Regions from separate parts of the Capra hircus genome. Here region 2 is linked to region 1. The links are chromatin contacts, called in public Hi-C maps. All regions are on one chromosome and are shown on one strand. The core of a region is the stretch at or near the end of the contact, and the rest is flanking DNA. Distances in the headings are between cores, read along the strand shown. Region 1 overlaps SEZ6 (seizure protein 6 homolog). Region 2 overlaps MYO18A (unconventional myosin-XVIIIa).

What was found. Hi-C and Micro-C count contacts between places; a contact is called where the count stands out from the background.
Region 2: a contact with region 1 is called in a Hi-C map of liver, with 5 times the contacts expected there. The contact joins two enhancer-like sites. A contact is called at or near these places in 3 of 5 Hi-C or Micro-C datasets (blood and liver).

What each region holds. Positions count from the first base shown.
Region 1 is chr19:20,155,176-20,157,875 of ARS1.2, forward strand. SEZ6 (seizure protein 6 homolog) reads right to left here. Exons shown (of 17, transcript XM_018064332.1): 5 at 1,259-1,444. Among named protein-coding and RNA genes, the nearest start is that of PHF12, 11 kb to the left of the region's middle. Within about 2 kb of position 1,331, at least 2 of the 5 cell types and tissues checked have an H3K27ac peak or open chromatin away from gene starts, as enhancers often do.
Region 2 is chr19:20,305,302-20,308,001 of ARS1.2, forward strand. It overlaps MYO18A (unconventional myosin-XVIIIa), which reads right to left. Exons shown (of 42, transcript XM_018064343.1): 4 at 2,548-2,635; 5 at 2,246-2,352; 6 at 1,946-2,122; 7 at 1,385-1,598; 8 at 866-1,008; 9 at 206-306. Among named protein-coding and RNA genes, the nearest start is that of TRNAV-CAC, 56 kb to the left of the region's middle. Within about 2 kb of position 1,365, at least 1 of the 5 cell types and tissues checked has an H3K27ac peak or open chromatin away from gene starts, as enhancers often do.

The DNA of each region.
Region 1 (2,700 bases), core at 81-2,580:
CGTCTCTCTTGGCTCGGCTGCAGCGCTTCCCGGCCCACTGTCTTCTTCAGGCGTGCCCCGCCGGCCCCCACTGTGGCGTGCCGCTTCATGTCTCTGCATCTCTGCATGCGCTGTTCCAGGAATCCATTCCACTGCCCGGAGCTCCGACATGCCCGTCACCCTTCCCTGCCTTCTCCTTGGGAAGCTTGTTTGACCTCCTTCTTCGTTTTCGAGCAGCTCTCCCCTACTCCCCCCGCTTGGATCTCCATGGTGCCCTGAGTTCGCCCCATCACAGCACCATCTGCCCTGAACTTCCTGAGTCGCTTTCCAGTCTTCCCGTCGAACAGAGAGCTCCTTGAGGGCAGAGCCCAGGTCTGGCTTATTCATACCCACTTTGGCCTGATGCCCAGAAAGAGTTTATAGGATGAAATAAGTATCAAAACCCCAAGATGCTTTCACCCTGCAAACAAAACACTCCATCTTCCTCTGTCAACAAGCCCCTCTTCACTGGCAGCAATCTCAGACTCTCCGATCACCCAGGACCAGAACCTGGGAGTCTCCTACGTACCCCCTTTCCCTCGTCGGGGTCTCTGGAACCTCTTCATTCCCAAAGTCATTGTCTAAATTCAAACCCTCTTGCCTGGCTGGCTGCGAGCTTTCAGACACCACCCGCCTGTCTCTCCTGAGGGACAGTTCTGAACCCCTCCCTCCTCGTCTCACAAAATGTCAACGGTTCTCCACCCAGTGTCTTGGCCTGACGTTCAAGGCCCTCCCACCACCCTCTCCCCATGTCTCAGGCCTCAGCCAAACCTGGCTGTTTTCTGTGTCCCTCAAACGCTCCCTCCCCTTGTCACCTTGGGTTCACTGCCCACACTGTTCCTTCCACTGAAACCCTCAAAGCTGCTCCCCCCAGGAAGCCTTCTAGGCACCCAGCTAGGAGCGACTGCTTCCACCCACTCCAGCCACTCTTTCTCTTCATCCGTGCTTTTAACTTCCTGCTCTGGAAGTTGGTGACCCAGGGCCTGTCTTCCTCCCTCATTTCCTAGAACTGTGGGCTCCTTGAGGGCGCAGTCCCTGTTTAATTCCACTCGGTATACCTGTGGTGCCTCCATACAGTAAGTGCTCAAGAAGTACAGATTGTGTAAATGCTACTGAGGTGTGAGGCCATTTTCTGGCTTCCTTATGGAGAGCAAATGGAGGTGCCAGACCGCAACAGAGAGCAGGGATGAGCCCCCACCTCACTTCCCTGTTTGGCACTGAGTCCCCGGGGGACACTCACCGATGCAGACCGGCTCCTGAGAATCCCAGAAGGGCTGGGTGGCGTTGAGACAGGTAAGGAGCCTGGCACCCTTCAGCTGGTAGCCGGTGGCACAGCGGAAGCGGGCACTACCTCCAGGGTGGAGGCTGGTGACAGTCACAGCTCCATAAGCTGGACGTCGGGGAAAGTGGCAGCTCAGGAGGTAGGCTGCAGAGAGAGAATGGGTGACGTGTGTGTGTGTGTGTGTGTGCGTGCATGCGTGTGTGTGTGTGTGTGTGTGTGTGTGTAAGGGGCTGAGTCATAGCCAGGGCAAAAGAGGCCTGCCCCAGCCTGCCTCGAGGTGTCAGAGGAAGCATCAGGAATTGCAGAAGAGACTCTGATCCCCTCCCCAGAAGGTGTCAGTGATACTTCCGCAGCCTGGGCTGGAGCAAGCACAGAGCTGGAAGTTGGAGCCTTGGGTTCCAAGCTTTGACACTCCAGGCAAGTTATATCTCCTTTCAGTATCCTGGTTTCCTCATTTGTTAACTGAGGTTCAAAATGTCAGCGCACTTTCAGGGTTCTTGTGAGAATAAATGGGGAGTATCTTATTCAGCTTGGTATCCCTGGAACCAAGAAATGTGTACTGAATGACTTATAGATGTGAAAGCACTCGAAATAGTGAAACGCCTATATTGATGTGAAGTATTGATATTATTTTTTCTGCAAGGGACAAAGATGAATTACAGCAGGAAACACCAAAGTCAAACAGTAAAAACTTTCCCGGTATTCACTGAGGAGTGCTAAAAACCTTGATGACAAGGGCTGTGGACTTCGAAAAACAGGAGGCATCCCGGATGGGGAAGCAGGATGCAACTTCAAGGAAGTTGTGGGAGGAACAAGTTGCCCTGGGAAACTTAACTTTTGAAACTGTCATACCAAATATAACCGAATGGTGGCAGCAAATCCTGTAAAACAGCCCAGCAAATCCCAATCCAGTGCCAAGCTGGGGCCTTAGCTAAAAATGGGGACCAGGGCTGAGAGGTAGGGAAGAAGGCCTTGGAGGGGTCAAGGAGAGCGGCTGAGTGAAGAGTCTGGGCTATGGAGCCTGAAAACCCTGGGGTGCTGGGAGAGATGAGGACCGTCTAGACTGAGAAACCACTCCTGGGTCTTGGGGTTGGAGGAGGCTCACCCTCACTTGATGGCACTAGGAGGATGGGAAGTGAGGTCCAGGCAGGAACTCTACTAGCCTCTGTGTGTCTCTGTATGAATATAAGAAAGGGCTGCTTCTGGGCAGACCAGGGTCCAGACACAATGTCAGTGCCAGAGCTTAGCTTAGTTGCTCAGTCGTATCGGACTCTATGCAAGACCCCATGGACTGTAGCCTGCCAGGCTCCTTGGTTCATGGGATTCTCCAGGCAAGAATACTGGAGTGGGTTCCATTTCCTACTCCAGGGGATCTTCCTGACACAGGGATCTAGCCCGCG
Region 2 (2,700 bases), core at 115-2,614, 150 kb after region 1:
GGGCCGAGGGTCCAAGGCCAGGGAGCTCCTGCTGGGCAAGGCCTATGGCTCATTCAGCTCATCACCTCCAGGGCCTAGCTCAGAGCCTAACACATAGCAGCCATGAAATAAACAACTGGCATGGGATACAATCGGGGGCAAAGCCCAGGAGCTGTCAGTGGGTGGGAGCCCAGAGCATCCTCCCGGTGCCCTCTGTCCCACTCACCTGAGGGTGCCATCCCCACAGGCCAGCAGGTAGTAGAAGATGTTGAATGTGGCCTCACCGGCTGGACGTCGGGCCACACGCAGCTTTTCCAGAAGCATGGTCTGCAGCAGAGCATAGAGGGTGTGTGGGCTGGAGGGCAGGCCCAGGTCAGGCTTCCCCAACCAGGCCCGTGGCAACGAGCAGCTGCATCTTATTCTCAAGGAGCTCAACCAGAGGCCAGATCACCTCACAGGCAAGTGTGGGGCAGACCCCAGAGCTGGGGAAGATCACATGCCCTGCCACCCAACCCAGCGGCCAGGGGAACCAGGCACTCGGGATGAGCTATTTCATAAGCACGGAAGGGAACCAGCCTCAGAGGGTGGGCCTTACTTTACTGACAGGCCAGTCCTGCATGGGTCAATCAGGCTGAGAGAAGGCCCTGAGCAACTAAGGTGTGGGCCACCCCAGGATAGGCAGGAAGCCAAGCCATGCCCCACCCAGGGCAGGAGGCACAGCGGGTGGGCAGAATGTGGAGGCTCTGGGCAAAGCAGGACAGCCCTGCTGGGGCTGGGGTCCACTTCGTTGGGGCAGAATCTCAGGAAAACGAGGCGCAGGAGAGAGTCTGCTTTCTAGGCATGGAAACCAGGCAGCCAGTCTCTTACCACCCTGCATGCCCCTCACCTGAACAGAGGCGGAGGCCACCTGGCCAGCCTGGTCAAAGTCCAGGGAGAGGATCTGGGAGAAGCGGGTGGCGTTGCCGTTCATGACGGTGGGGCTATTCCCAAAGGCCTCCAGGAGGGTGGACAGAGCCTGCCACTTGTCCACTGCAGAAAACAGGCCCCGGGGCTGTCAGGAGGGCCAGGCGCTGCTCGCCCCCAGCCACAGGCTCCAGAGGCCCAGGCAGAATCGGAGGCCCAGCCCGTAGCTGCTCCCCTAGTACCCAAAGGCTCAGTTACTCACACCAGAACTGCTGGGGACAGAAGGGTTTTGAGGACACAGAGAGGCCCGGGGGGGTAAAAGAGCTGGTGTCTTGGCAGGGCCTCCATCCCCACCCCCTCTCCAGCCCCGCCCCTCTCCAGCCCCGCCCCCCATCCAGCTCCACCCCCTCTCCAGCCCCGCCCCCTATCCAGCTCCACCGCCTCTCCGGTCCTACCCCGCCCCCTCCAGTCCATTCTGTTTCCCCGGTTGCCTCTGCCTCACCAGAGAACACCTTGTTCCCGCTGGTGCCTGCGATGGTGGCCAAATATTGCACCAGATGCTGGCAGCTGGTGGTCTTGCCACTGCCACTGCTGCCCAGGAGGATGATGGACTGGTCCTGACGGCTCATAAGCATCGCCCTGTAGGCGGTCTGGGCTACTGCGTAGATGTGCGGGGCCATGTCCTCCCGCCGACACCCCTTGAACATGTGCATCACCTGGGGTGTGAGAGGGGTGGAAAGAAGGGGTGGGCGCTCTTAGCTGGCCCCATGTGGACAGCCCTCACCCCCGAGACCCACACCTTTCTGGGCTTTTCACTCCAGAGGAGCCAGAAAGTTCGGAGGCTAAGGTCATACATGGAAGTGCAGATACTAGTCAAGTCCTGGCCTCTATGCGAGGTGGTGGTGGTGGTGCGGCTTCTGTCCCCATCCCTTGAATTGACTCCTGTCCCCAAGGTCACTGTGAGTGTGGACAAGAGCCCTGTGGGATGCCAAGTGGAAGAGGCAGGGCTGGGGAAGGTGGGCGACGCGGGGAGGTAGAGGGTGGTGGGTCTGTGGGGCCGCACCTTCTCCGAGTACACGGCCGGGGCCCCTCGGGGACTGAGGACCAGCAGGCTGGGGCCGGCATATGTGTGCAGCAGGCTGGCACCGTAGCGCTGGCGCAGAGTGTGCAGGACGCTAGACTCGTTGAGGTACACCAACGAGGCCAGATCCTCCAGACGGTCGCAGGAGGGAGCATTGGCCTGCGGGATGGGACAGACAGGTGGGCACCGAAGAAGAAGCAGATCTGGTTGGCCATGCCAGCAGACAGCCTGCCCAGCCCGGCAGGGCCCCCCTCTGGTGCCCTCCATCAGCCTCCCACAAACCTTCTCCACGTCATCCTCATCCACGTCCAGGACGGCCCCATCGTGGTCGAGCTTCACTCGCACCTTCCCCTCGGGCAGGCTGAGCTCCTTGGATTTGAGCTGAGTGGCTGCAGAGCAGAGACAGACAGACAGACAGACAGACATGAGCCTGGGAAGCCACAGCAGTCCTCTCTGGGGCTTTCACGGCCCCGCCTTCTCCCCATGCACCACCCAGCCCTGGCCAGACCCAGAGGCCCACCAGCCGCCTAGTCCTGAAACCAGAGGGGCCCAGGCACCTGCCCCCTGGGCCTCCCCAGACTCACCCAGCGAGAAGCCATCCTTATGGACAAGCCACACCTTCTCTGTCTCATACCAGGCTTCCTCGGCTGCGATCTGCTCTTCTGTCTTCACCTGCCGGAGGGAGGGGAAGGACAGAGAGTCGGAGCCTGTTCTGGAAAGCATGCAGGGACAGCGGG